Linked DNA regions of Mus musculus: regions 1 and 3 are each linked to region 2. Evidence: chromatin contacts called from public HiChIP or PLAC-seq and promoter capture Hi-C data. All regions are on one chromosome and are shown on one strand. The core of a region is the stretch at or near the end of the contact, and the rest is flanking DNA. Distances in the headings are between cores, read along the strand shown. Region 1 holds the start of Dnm1l (dynamin 1-like). Region 2 holds the start of Ppm1f (protein phosphatase 1F (PP2C domain containing)). Region 3 holds the start of Spidr (scaffolding protein involved in DNA repair).

Region 1 (4,147 bases), core at 384-2,883, 540 kb after region 2:
AAAGATAATTTGAGTAGGAACATATACCATACCAATCTATGACATGTTGGCTTTGGTAATATGTATGTATATCAATTTTACCAAACTAGCTCTTAGCACACAGTAAAAGACAAAGGAAAATCAAGTATAAATGCATCATTTTTCCTAGGGTACTTTATTTATCTCTGGCTAGGCTGGAGCTCACTATGGAGACAATAGAGCTGACTCTTGCCTCTGCCTTCTCAGTCTGAGGTTACATATATGCTGCTGCACTTGGTTTTGGATTCTGAAATCTTTGTTTTTAAAAGACAAAAGGGAAGGTCACAACATTTGCCAAGATGTCCAAAAATCACTTCTGGATCTTCAGAGTCTTTCATTTATGTGTTTTTCAAAACTTATTAACCAGCCACCATCTGTGTTCTGAACAGTAAAGCCTGTCTCCTATGGCATATGTTGCAGGTGAATGGTAAGTAACCCCTCCAGTTATACAATCCACAACTTTGTGACTATGAGTGCTCATGGCTATCATGAATAGATAGCAACAAGTTTTGCTTGGCTTTTCACTCCTCTCAGGCTGGGGAGTTTGTGGCTCTGAGTTACTGTTTTATTTATGTTTAACAGTCTTAAAATCCAGTATATTGTGATTATTTTGGTACCCTCATTACCCTCTGATATTCCCCCTTCCTTTCTAGGACTCCTTCTTCCCACCTATTAGTCCTAGTGGGTATACTAATAGAAAAAGCTAATCCCCAACTCCAGCAAACATTCACAGTTACTGCTCCTTTAGAAAGAATGGAGCTTCATGGGCACCTCCTGTTTCTATGATAGATAGCTGGAGGGCCCAATCTTGTGCAGGTATATAGTGCTATGTATTCAGGCTACAACTACAGCTTTGTAAGTAGATGACAGCTGCTCAATCCTTGGTTTCTTATATTCTTTCTGCCTTCATTTCTGCATTGTACCTTAAGTCGTAGTTGGTGTGTGTGATACGAATGTCTAGTTCTAAGGGCTTATCATTCACTCTCAGAACTTTGACCAGATAAACTCTCTTGGTGGGTAGGCTGGAGCGGTAGAAATGTCTGGAGACATTCTTTTAAGTTTTCCTATAGTTTCCTTGATTGCTCTTCATAAAGTAGTACTTCTCATAAGGAAATGACATTGGTTAATTAATAGACTCTATCCCTATTTTGGAAGGGGGGGGGGGTTCGAGACAGGGTTTCTCTGTGTAGCCCTGGCTGTCCTGGAACTCATTCTGTAGACCAGGCTAGCCTCGAACTCAGAAATTCGCCTGCCTCTGCCTCCCAAGTGCTGGGATAAAGGCATGCGCCATCACTGCCCGGCGACTCTATCCCTTCTTATAAACACAGGATTTCACTATGTAGTACAGACCTTGTTAACCTTTTGTCTAAGTCTTCCATGGTTGTCCATAAAATTGGTGTGTCCCAACTCCTGGAGGCATACTCATACATAACACTCTAACAATCATTATTCATCTAGCTGTTAGCTAGCATTTTGACTATAGTAGACTCAGATTCACGGTCTCAGCTTCCTTACCCGCCCAGTTCAGGTCGATACCTGAAACCTTCTAGAATAGGCCTTCGCGTTCCACTCAGCCTGAACTACATCTCCCGGCAGCCTTTGCGCGCCCACCTCTGTCGTGGCGCGTGGCCTGCCGGGAGCGGGCTGGGTGCTGGCCCGGCCCAATGGGTGCGGGCTCCCGAGGAAAGGGCGGAGGAGAAGAGGAAGCAAGCGGGCTGTGGGTCGAGTCCCCATTCATTGCAGTGGCCTGCTGGGTTGGGGGTCCAGTGTTTCGGGGGTCATGGAGGCGCTGATCCCGGTCATCAATAAGCTGCAGGACGTCTTCAACACAGTGGGTGCGGACATCATCCAGCTGCCTCAGATCGTCGTAGTGGGAACGCAGGTAAGATGAGGCCGCGATTGCGAGGCCTGGCTCGGCCGCAGGCCTGCAGGTGTCGCCAGGAGGAGGCCGGCAGCTCGGCGCTCCGCTCTGCTCCCGGGCGCTCAGCGGGACTGAGTGGCCCTGCAGCCTACAGCCCGGCGCGGCTTGGCCCAAGGGCACTCGGGGGACGCGCGGGCGGGCGTGTGGGCGGCTGTCGCTTCCTTCCGGCCGCTGAGGACGCGACGGACTCAGGAGTTGCTGTGAGCAGACAGGCAGCAAGCTAGTGGTGAGTCGGTGGCCCACGGAGCTATTACAAAGTAAAAATAAGATTAAAAGAAAATCCCGGGTGTAGTTGGAGGCCTAAAGTTAGGAAGGAGCACCATGACTTTGGTGTTTGTAATTTTGTTACTGTGACCCAAATTTGGTATAAGGTTCTCAGGCCTTATGTGGGGTATTGGCGATAAGTCCAAATTTTGTATGAAAGAATGTTGAATAGATATCTAGAATAGCAGAGATATGTGAGTTTCATTTTTTAAAAAAATGCCTGCTTTGAACTGAAGAGGAGCAACAGAACTTTAGGGGAGGAGGGCGTTTTTTGTTGGTTTTGTTTGTTTTAATGTTTGTGAGTACGCCGTCGCTGTCTTCAGACACACCAAAAGAGGGCATCAGATCCCATTATGGATGGTTGTGAGCCACCATGCCACCATGTGGTTGCTGGGAATTGACTTCTGGAAGACCATTCAGTGCCTCTATCCTCCTGGGGAGAATTGTTTTGTTTTGTTTTTGTTTTTGTTTTTTTTTGGGGGGGGGGCGTCGAGACAGGGTTTCTCTGTATAGCCCTGGCTGTCCTGGAACTCACTTTGGCCAGGCTGGCCTCGAACTCAGAAATCCGCCTGCCTCAACCTCCCGAGTGCAGGGATTAAAGGCGTGTGCCACTACACCTGGCGAGAATTGTTTTTGAGATGAGCCCTACTCTGTACTTCAAGCTGGCTAAGAATTTACCTTGTTACCTGAATTGGCTGAAACTCATAGCACTCCCCCTGCTTCAGCTCCCTTGACTGAAAAACTACCATGCCCAGAATTTTTTTTTTTTTTAATTTTTATGATGTGAGTGTTTTCCCTGGTGCTGGTTAGAAGAAAGTATATGATCCCCGAAACTGGAGTTACAAATGATTGTGAGATGCCATGTGGGTGCTGGAAACCAGGTCCTCTAAAAGAGCAGCCTTTGCTCTTAACCTCCAAGCCATCTCCCCAGCCCCTTTATAAACATACTTTTAGGTGCTCCCATTTGTTAATATTCTTTTCTTCTGAGGTGATGGGTGATTTCTCTGTTTTCCATGGGTTGTATGGCTACATCTTAACTACAGAAAGTGTATAAATATTATAAGAAGAAATAAATTAGAGGATATCCATATACTTCAAACCATCCTGTAGTTTATTATTATTATTGGCCTTTAAATATTTAAAGCAGTAGGAATTATTTTGGGGCCATTTGCTGGGTTGGCATAGATAGTTTTCGGACAGTCATGTCTGCATAATCCAGCATTAACACTTGATGTTGGCTGTGCCCGAAGACCAAATTATCAAGTGTACTATTTGGTTTTTTGTTTGTTTTGGTATTTTGTTCCTGCGATCTTATAGAAGATTTTCAGTGATGCATATTATTCATTGTAACGAGATATTTAGTTTTTAAGTTAATTTTTACTTTATGAATATTTGCCTGTGTTTATGTATATGTATATGTATCAAATGCCTGTTAATTCCTTTGGAAGCCAGAAGAAGGCAACTGATCTTCTGGAACTTGCCATACAAATGGTTGTGAACTGCCATGAACATGCTGGGAACTGAACTTAGGTCCTTTGCAAGAGCAACAAGTTCTCTTAACTGCTGAAGTATCTCTTCATTGGGACTTTTATAATAAGAACTATTTTTTGTAAATAAAATGAGAAAAGATGACTTAGTTAATTTTCTTTCATAACAATCAAGAATTGTGATCTAGCTTTAGAGCAGAAACCTTATACTCTTAAGAGATTTCCAAGTACATTTTAACCAGTAAAAGAATCAGGGATATAGTGAATCAGATTAAAGAGATTAAAATCAAGATGGGCTTTCTTACACACAACAGTGTTAGCCAGTAGAGGAGTAATGGAGGGAAGAAGGAAGGCCTTTGAAACTCAGCTTTGATGATCTTACTATCTAAAATTTAATTTAATTCACTTAAATCAACATTTCTTAGCCATTTTGACTTATTCTTTTGAGAACAGAAGA
Region 2 (4,124 bases), core at 1,048-3,547:
GGGTTAGAGCACCCGACTGCTCTTCCGAAGGTCCAGAGTTCAAATCCCAGCAACCACATGGTGGCTCACAACCATCCGTAACAAGATCTGACCCCCTCTTCTGGAGTGTCTGAAGACAGCTACAGTGTACTTACATATAATAAATAAATAAATCTTTAAAAAAAAAAAACAACAAAACTATCACTTTAGTCTGGCATGGTGGTTCATGCCTATAATCCTACCACTTGGGAAACCATTACCAACCACTTGGGAAACCGACGGAGCCTTGACATCAGTTTGGTGCTAGTCTGGGCTACTGAGTAAAACCTTGTCTCAAAAAAAACAAAAACAAAAACAAAAAAAAAAAAACCAAATCAAAACCAAACCAAGCAAAAACTAAAATACCCTCCCCCCAAACAAACAAAAACCAAAGGGTGTGGAGTAGGGTTTGGACGGGTAGCTCAACTGGTGATACTTGCCTTGAAGGCACAGGCCCTAGGTTCCTCGATAAAACTGGACATGGTGGTGAACACCTACAATTCCAGTGCTTGGAAGATAGAGCCAAATGGAGATAGATTACAAGTTCAAGTTCAATCTTAGCTATATTATGAGTTGGAGGCCAGCCTGGGCTCCATGAGACCCTGTCTCAAAACAAAACAAAAATGCCAAAACACACTTTAAGACTATGTTTCTTTCTATTGGTGCTGGAAATTCAACCTACAGAACATATGCACGCTGAACATAGATGGACTCCACCCCAGCCATGTCTACACCCCCCCCCCCCACTATCTTTCATGGGCTGTTCTGTGCAGCCATATTATTGTGCTGCCATTTTTCTTTTGAAAGGGATCCTAAGCTCCATGTGGTCAGTGTCCTGGCTGTTTGTGCTCAGCAGGCCTGCATGGCCACTAGAGTGAGGTAAGCAGCCTGAGGTCTGGGGGGATCACACAGGAAATGAAAACTCTCCCTTAGTACACTGGGTAGCAAAGACAGTCTTCCAGAAAAGACTGGCTTCAGGCAACATCACAGAGGAATTCTGCAAATTAATCTGTTGTGGGAGGTTAACAGTTATTAGAACAATTGTTTTGTTTATGTCTCAGAACTGTGTGGGAAAACATGCCATCAGGTCATACTGCAGTTGAAAAAAAAACCAGGTGGTAGGAGGAAAGTGTTACTCTAAGGTCACAAATATTAGTTGTCACCAAAGCAGGACTCAGTTGAGGAATCTGGTGCCCAGTGACTTGGCCACTTCCATCCCAGTTTGCCGCTGAGTAAAAGTAAAATTTGACGATGGGAGGAATATGAACACTGAGACCATGAGGTAGAGGCAGCTCTCGTTCAGTTCCTTAGGTGGGAACAGTTCACAGGGCTGTCCCAGGGCACATTGTGAACACATCTGTTAATCAAGGGGCCTAGAAATAGGCGGCCTTGGTAGGGCAGACCACTGCCTTCCACTGGGCCTCACTAGATGTTAGTCTGCAGAAATCCTTACAATCCCTTTTCTCCTCATTATACGGAGAGCTTAGGGGGCTGGCCTGAGACCACACAACTGTAACGGTGAAGCCCAAGGCTCTCAGGACTGAGGCTCTACTGCAATCTAGCCCAATGGCTTCAGCCTGCGTCTTGAAACCAGGTGGTAAGTAAAACACTAGCTTTAAATACACTTAGGGACGCCACTGGGCTGGGCATTCAGGTTGAAAATGTGGTCCCAGTCCGGGTCGTCACTAGTAGGGCTGAGGGTAGGGCCGTGGGCCTAGCCCTCATGTTTTGGAAGATAAGAGGGAATGATCCTTGAAAACAGGATTGTCACTCCTTGGTACTGTTTTGCCTCACAGCTCTCAGCCTCCTCCTGGACCTCGGTTCAGACACAGCCCTGGGGGAGGGTGTCAATGGATTCCCAGTTCCGTGCCTTTAGTTTCCGACGCCTTGCCACCAGGGCCCGGCGGCGGCTTGCTCAGATTTTTTGCTCACAGCTATCCCCCAAAGTCCCATGGGCTCAGGCACCCGAAACCGGTCTTGGCCTTAGTGCTTTCTCACCTCTCCATTTCGTCCTCAGTCTCATTTCACTTTCGTGCATCTCAGGCCCCCACATGACCCCCACCCTAGTCCGAGTCTTCCACCCTCACCCTCGCTCTTCATCCCTTGCACCCCGCGGGCCTCACCTGCCAGCCTGCCGCAGTGCTCCCCACGAGCTGCTCTGGGCAGCCCCGCCTACTTCCCGTCCTAGGCGCCGCAGGCTCTGCGCAAGCGCAGTCGGGCCTCGGGCGCACCTCTGCTGCCTCCTGCTGGTCCCTCTGCTCTCTTGTTTCAGGGACGACAAGAGCCCCAATAGCCAGTGCGTTGCTACACTTCTCCAGCCTTGACTGGGCAGAAAGCAGTCCTTGCTTCACAATGCTCAGTCATTGCTTCACAACGTGTGTGGTGATCAGTCTCAGGGCAGTGATGCGGCTTCATACTGCTCAGGACTGGCCACCCATCAGAGACTTTAGAAAATATTTTCATGTATAACATTATATTCATTTTATACCAATGAACGTGTACACTGCCTGTGTACAGTGTGGAGAGTACCCCTTCAAGTTTCATTGTGGTCCTGCCCACTTAACCACAGGCCCCAGGGGCTTTGTGGTTAAGGGTTCCAGGCCCTTTGTGCTCAGCAGGACTGCATGGCCACTGAGAATTCGTTGAGCAGCTTGAGCTCTGGGGCTATAAAGCAGGAAATGAGACACTTTTCTTAGTGCACTGGGTAGCAAAGGCAGTCTTAAAGACAAGGTTGGCTCCAGGTTGTCACCTGGCTTTTAAAACAATTGTTCCGGCATGGTGACGCAAGCCTTTAATCCCAGCATTTGGGAGGCAGAGGCAGACAGATTTCTGAGTTCGAGGCCAGTCTGGTCTACAAAGTGAGTTCCAGGACAGCCAAGGATACACAGAGAAACCCTGTCTCGAAAAACAAAAACAAAACAAACAAAAAAACCCAATTGTTTGTTTTGTTTATGTCTCAGAACTGTGCTGACAAGCACATGCCATCAGACCCCATTGTCTTAGGAACTTGTCACCTGATTAGGTTTCAGGGAACCCATGAGCCTGGGGAACCAATAGATGGGTGTGTGTACTGGCATGGTGGGGAGAATGTCTGTCTGCTACGCAAGTAGAGTCCTGGTTCATTCAACCTGATTAAGGTTTGAGGTCATTTATAACCTGATGAGGTAGAGGGTGATACAGAGAAGACAGCAAAAGCAGGCACTAGGAACCTGGCCCTGTTAGGCTCTAGGCCAAGGACATATCTGTAATGTACCCTTTCCTGAGGTTGCTGTCACCATGATTGTCTTGTTTGTAGTCTACTATGCCAAAGCCTTTACTCTTGTTAAATTCCCAATATTAGCTATACCAACCAGCTTAGCTCAAACCTCTTCATCAAGACATGCCAAGCTGTGGGGTAGAGCCAGGAGGTCTCAGAGTGCTCAGTTCCAGGTCTCTCATCTGTGTCCTCTCCCAGTTCCCAAAATCCTTTCCCAGAAACCTGTTCTGAGCACTATGAGAGTGAGTGCAAACACTCCCTACCACACTAGCCTCTATCACTCAGAGACTGGCTGTATTACTTAGGCTTTAAAAATCTCAGGAAAGGACCTCAAACCCTTTGTTCTAGAATTTCCAGGCTCTTTACAATGGGGGTACAACTTGGTAATACTTCTGCTTAAAGGGAGCTGTTATGATTTGAAATCTGGAAGTCTCTTGAAAACTTGAGCTTTTGGGAGGTGAATGGATCATCAGGACGCTAACATCAGCAGATCAGTCTATTGGATTCATCATTCATAATAATGACATTATTAGGAGACAACGAAAACTAGGATGGAGGAAGGTCATGAGTATGTGTGCCCTGCAAGAGTGTATAGCTCTAGTCCCTGGAAAGGTCTATTTTGCCAGTCTTTCCTCTCTCCTCTTCTTAGCTACCAGAGATGACTCAAACTGAGCCCAAATCCATCTTTCTTCCTTTAAATTTTGCTCAGGTGTTTTATCACAGTGAGGAAAGGTGATTAATGGAATTTTGGCTCTCTCTTGGATATTAATTTTTCCCATAGGGCTAGAATGTATAGAAGAGGTCCACGGTGCCTTCTACAGTGCTGGGAGGATGTTGTACTTGACGAAAC
Region 3 (4,346 bases), core at 1,574-4,073, 750 kb after region 2:
GAAGTTGTTCTTTTCTATCTCACTAAATTGTGTTGAAAAAAGATTTAATTTATTTTTATTTTATATTTATGGTTGTTTTTCCTGCTTCTATGTCTGTGTACCAACCATATGCATTCATTGTTCACAGAGTCCAGAAGAGGGCAGTGGATCACATGGAACTGAAATTGAAGTTATTGGCAACCAAACCTGGGTCTTCTGCAAGAGCAACAATTGCTCTTAACCTCTAAGTCATCTCTCTAGCCCCATTTGCCATATTCTTAATATATAGCTATCAGCATTAAAAAAAAAAACACACACACACACACACACAACCATAGCCCTGAGAACAAACTATAAAGAATGACTATCCTGAAATGCACACAGCCATGGCTTTCATGGATCTCTCCTTGATTGGATTATCAATTTACATAATCATCTTATTCTTGCTTAAGCCTAGCATTTCAATCTTGTAAAATTTGTGTCACCTAGGACATGCAACCATTTCAAACTAAACTCTCTGTGGTGCAGGATTCCAACTATTTCCTTCTATAGAAAATACATAGTCTCTTTCCCAATCAACAGATAAGGTTGGGAGTTTTGTGGTCCTTTTTAGGTAGGTCTGCGCCTCTCAGCCTGGAATTGGCTGTAGAGGATTCATTGATCATAATTGTGCTTGCCAAAAAGACATTTGGGATCCCAGCTCTCAGGAAGGAATTATGGCAGGAGAGAACAGACTAGAGAAAATTATATCAATATTAATATATAAAAGAAATCAATAAGCAGAGAATGGCAAGAAGCCACCCCCAACCTGGTATTCATTCAACAAATGGAATATATTCATTGAAAGCCCAAACTTGTATGAATATTGTACATAACCCATAAAAAGTGATAGGCCTCTGACCCAGTGTATCTGGAACACACTTGTTTGTTTGTTTGTTTGTAGCTCACTCTCATTCTTGGGAGTGTTTCAAATTTTTACATAGACTATATCTGTATTTCTAATCACAGAGCCATGGTCCAATTCATTGCAGTAGGACACAAGAACCTATATACTTCAGCAGGCATTCCTGGAACACTCCAGTAGACCTCACATCTATATCTATAAAAGTTTGGATAGAAATATTCAGGGAAGGTGAGAGTTATAAGAGGAAGTGACAAGCTAGCATTGTATTAGTGCTGCAGAAGGACTACAAACCAATAGCAAAACCACATATTCTAGAAAGACTAAGAAAACTATTCCAAGAGAAAACTAAACTTGGTGTTTCCTTTCACGTAGCCTAAGACAGCCTTGAATTCACTACTTTTGGGAATTTGGGAAAATTGTAATTCTCTAAAATATCAGCCCATGGGAAAAGAAGGGCAGGATTTTTTTTTTTTTTTGCAACTCGGACTTTAAAAACAAACAAACAACAACAAAACAAATATTATTTTGCCATGTGCGGTAGTGCACAGCAGTAATCTCAGCACTCAGGAGGCAGAGACAGGAAAATCTCTGAGTTGAGGCTAGCCTGGTCTACACTGTAAGTTCTAGGATAGTCAGGGCTAAGTAGTGAGAGACCCTGTCTCAACAAACACAAACAAACAAGCTAACCAGTGGAAGAAACAAACAGAAACCCAAAGCAGACAGAAAACCCCACTGTCTTGTGTTACGTCAGTAAGCCAGTCATTTTGTCCTTTTTTCTCCTATGCTGTAGTCCCCCTTTGCAGAATGGCATATCAAAAACTGCTCCACTTGCAGTAGTATTTTTAATTCATTAAGGGCCTTGTTTCCCACTCTGCCTATCTTTCAGTTAGAGAATAAAGTCACCACCCAGGCTCTAAGCTCCTCTTCTGTACACATCTGTAAATACAACTTTCTGAGAATCCTTTCCATTGTCCACTCCAAGTTTTCAACAATATAGTTTATTTAATATTTTCTTCAATATATATCTTTATAGAATATGCCTCCGCTAATCTAGTTTCTACTTAAGTCCCATGCAAACACATTCTTGACAAGGACTTATTTAGTGTTTTTTTCGACACTAGAAACCCTGTTAATCCAGTTTCCACTCAAGTAGCAGCTCTCTGTCCTGCTGGTTTGAACATACATAGACAACTATGTCCTAGCGCTTTAAAACATCCAAGGAACGGCTTCATCTTCCACATTAAAATGTTCCCTGAACCAGCATCTAGAAATTTAAGAATGTAAGCTCTCTGGCTTTTCCCAGATCTATAGTATGTGAAACCTACTTTATAACAAATCCAACTAGTGTTCCTATAGTTTTTTTTTTTAAATAGGAAATCTTTGCTCTTGATATTTATGAATTTTATATTTAAGAATTCCTCATTAGTTAGAGAAGTACTATTCCTTTTCCTGGCTTACTTATGTTTTATTACTAATTAACAATAATTATTGAATTCTAGTTTACGGCTGCCAAGCCAACGACCACCATATCCCAGAACTCACTTGGCTCACCTCCCACCCTTACTTGTGTTACATCATTTTCCATATAAATAAGGAGAACACCCCCTCCTCGCTCTCTTCTCTTCTCTCTCTGCCACTCCCTTATCTCTCCCTCTCAATAAAACCTCTTCACGTTGAACTGCCTGGGCCTAGTGTGCTTCTTGGTGACCCGCTATTCTAACACATCACTGGTTACTGCTCTAAGGCTTTGCTTAGCTAGGAGAGAGGATGACCTGTAGATCAGCTCTCAGGCTCCCTAAAGAGCGAGAGGAAGAGCCTAGACAGCAGCTCCCTCAGTTTGAGCCCGTGGAACTTGAGACGACGGCTTTCGCAAGGGGCGGGGCGCGGGAAGGGGCGTCTCCGGAGGAAAGGGGGCGGGGCGCGGGAAGGGGCGTCGCCAGAGGGAAGGGGGCGGGGCGCGTGATGGGCGGCTTCCGGATGGGGCGGCGAGCAGGAAGACTGTGCACGTAGGAGATGTCTGGAGCCCGCCGCCCCGGCACGTCCAAGGTACGCTGTGCTGTTGCTATGAAAGCAGAGGGCGGGCGTGTAACCTCTGTGGGCTTCTCGTGCCTGTCCCTGGTCCGGTGAAGGGAGCTGGTGCGCCCAGTCTGACCGGCACGAGCCCGTTGGTGGCGGTCGGTCTAGGCAGGGTTCCCTCGCTCTGCCTCTGCCCAGGTCTGCTGAATGGTCCTGGGAACCAAGCGGGTGGGTGGCTGACAGGGAGGACGAATTGATTCGGAGTGAGTGTGAGCTGGCGTCTGGCAGTTCATTTGCCTCCGTTTTATTTTGTTGCTTAACACACCAAGACAGTAGTGGGTATTGGAGTATCTCTTCTGTCCCAGGCATCTTTTGCTACACTTTGCTTTCCCGCCTAAACTTTCTGAGAGGCGTGCTTCTCCCGTGTCTCCCGCAGTCCCTGTATACTGTAGGCACTGTTGTAGGAACTGTTACATGGATGAAATTTAAGCGATCCTCTACATTTCTCCGACATTGTGTTTCTCTTGGATCATATTTTGCCTTTTCAAAGTTCCTCACTTACAGATGATTATTTCATAATACTCAAAATTTAGAACAGCAAACGGTGCTTCATTCCCTCACCTGCTCTTCCTTTCACTAAATGCTAAACTCCCTTAACACTACCATTCGTACTTATTTCTCAGATAGCCTTGAAAGATGACACTGTGAACTTTGTAACTTATTTAGAGAGTAAAAGCACGTATAACTTATGATTTAAAAGACTAATTTAAATTTCAGGAAGACTAAAAGATGAAAAAATCAAGGAATTAAAACATTTCTACATCTAACATAAATTAGTTCTTGCAGCCCTCGATACCCTTGCTAACTGTATACATTTATTTAAGCGTCCCTAAAGTCCTGATTCACTCTTATAGCTGCTCATTCACTTCTCCTAACTGCCCAGCTCCAAATTTTGACTTTGTGCCTATTCTCAACAACTTTTTTTTTTTTTTTTTTTTCGAGACAAGGTTTCTCTGTGTAGACCAGGCTGGCCTTGAACTCAGAAATCCTCCTGCCTCTGCCTCCCGAGTTCTGGGATTAAAGGCGTGCGCCACCACGCCCGGCTTCTTTTCTTTTCTTTTCTTTTCTTTTCTTTTCTTTTCTTTTCTTTTCTTTTCTTTTCTTTTCTTTTCTTTTCTTTTCTTTCTTTCTTTCTTCTTCTTCTTCTTCTTCTTCTTCTTTTTTTTTTTTTTTTTTTTTTTGGTTTTTTGAGACAGGGTTTCTCTGTATAGCCCTGGCTGACCTGGAACTCACTTTGTAGACCAGGCTGGCCTAGAACTCAAAAATCCGCCTGCCTCTGCCTCCCAAGTGCTGGGATTAAAGGCATGCGCCACCATGCCCGGCGCCTTTTCACAACTTTAAGAGTTTGCCCTGGACTGCGATTTTTAGCTGTCACTACAGCATAAAG

What was found. Promoter capture Hi-C pulls out the DNA fragments that hold promoters and counts their contacts. HiChIP or PLAC-seq counts read pairs in DNA pulled down with a chosen protein or histone mark.
Region 1: a contact with region 2 is called in an H3K4me3 HiChIP or PLAC-seq map of stem cell-derived neural progenitor cells, with 5 times the contacts expected there. The contact joins the promoter of Dnm1l here to the promoter of Ppm1f in region 2. A contact is called at or near these places in 10 of 39 promoter capture datasets (the 3T3-L1 cell line, the C10 cell line, cranial neural crest and 4 more), 1 of 15 datasets of contacts at CTCF or cohesin (large pre-B cells), 1 of 484 Hi-C or Micro-C datasets (embryonic stem cells), 8 of 115 datasets of contacts at active chromatin or transcription factors (the 230-238 cell line, acute myeloid leukemia, astrocytes and 5 more) and 2 of 9 other capture datasets (embryonic stem cells and pancreatic islet).
Region 3: a promoter capture Hi-C map of liver shows a contact between it and region 2, with 3 times the contacts expected there. The contact joins the promoter of Spidr here to the promoter of Ppm1f in region 2. A contact is called at or near these places in 5 of 39 promoter capture datasets (liver, neutrophils, pre-B cells and 1 more) and 1 of 115 datasets of contacts at active chromatin or transcription factors (astrocytes).

The regions. Positions count from the first base shown.
Region 1 is chr16:16,356,517-16,360,663 of GRCm38.p6, reverse strand. It overlaps Dnm1l (dynamin 1-like), which reads left to right and starts at 1,633. Exons shown (of 21, transcript NM_001360008.1): 1 at 1,633-1,900. The coding sequence starts at 1,799.
Region 2 is chr16:16,894,642-16,898,765 of GRCm38.p6, reverse strand. It overlaps Ppm1f (protein phosphatase 1F (PP2C domain containing)), which reads right to left and starts at 2,297. Exons shown (of 8, transcript NM_176833.4): 1 at 2,142-2,297.
Region 3 is chr16:16,145,328-16,149,673 of GRCm38.p6, reverse strand. It overlaps Spidr (scaffolding protein involved in DNA repair), which reads left to right and starts at 2,823. Exons shown (of 20, transcript NM_146068.4): 1 at 2,823-2,929. The coding sequence starts at 2,897.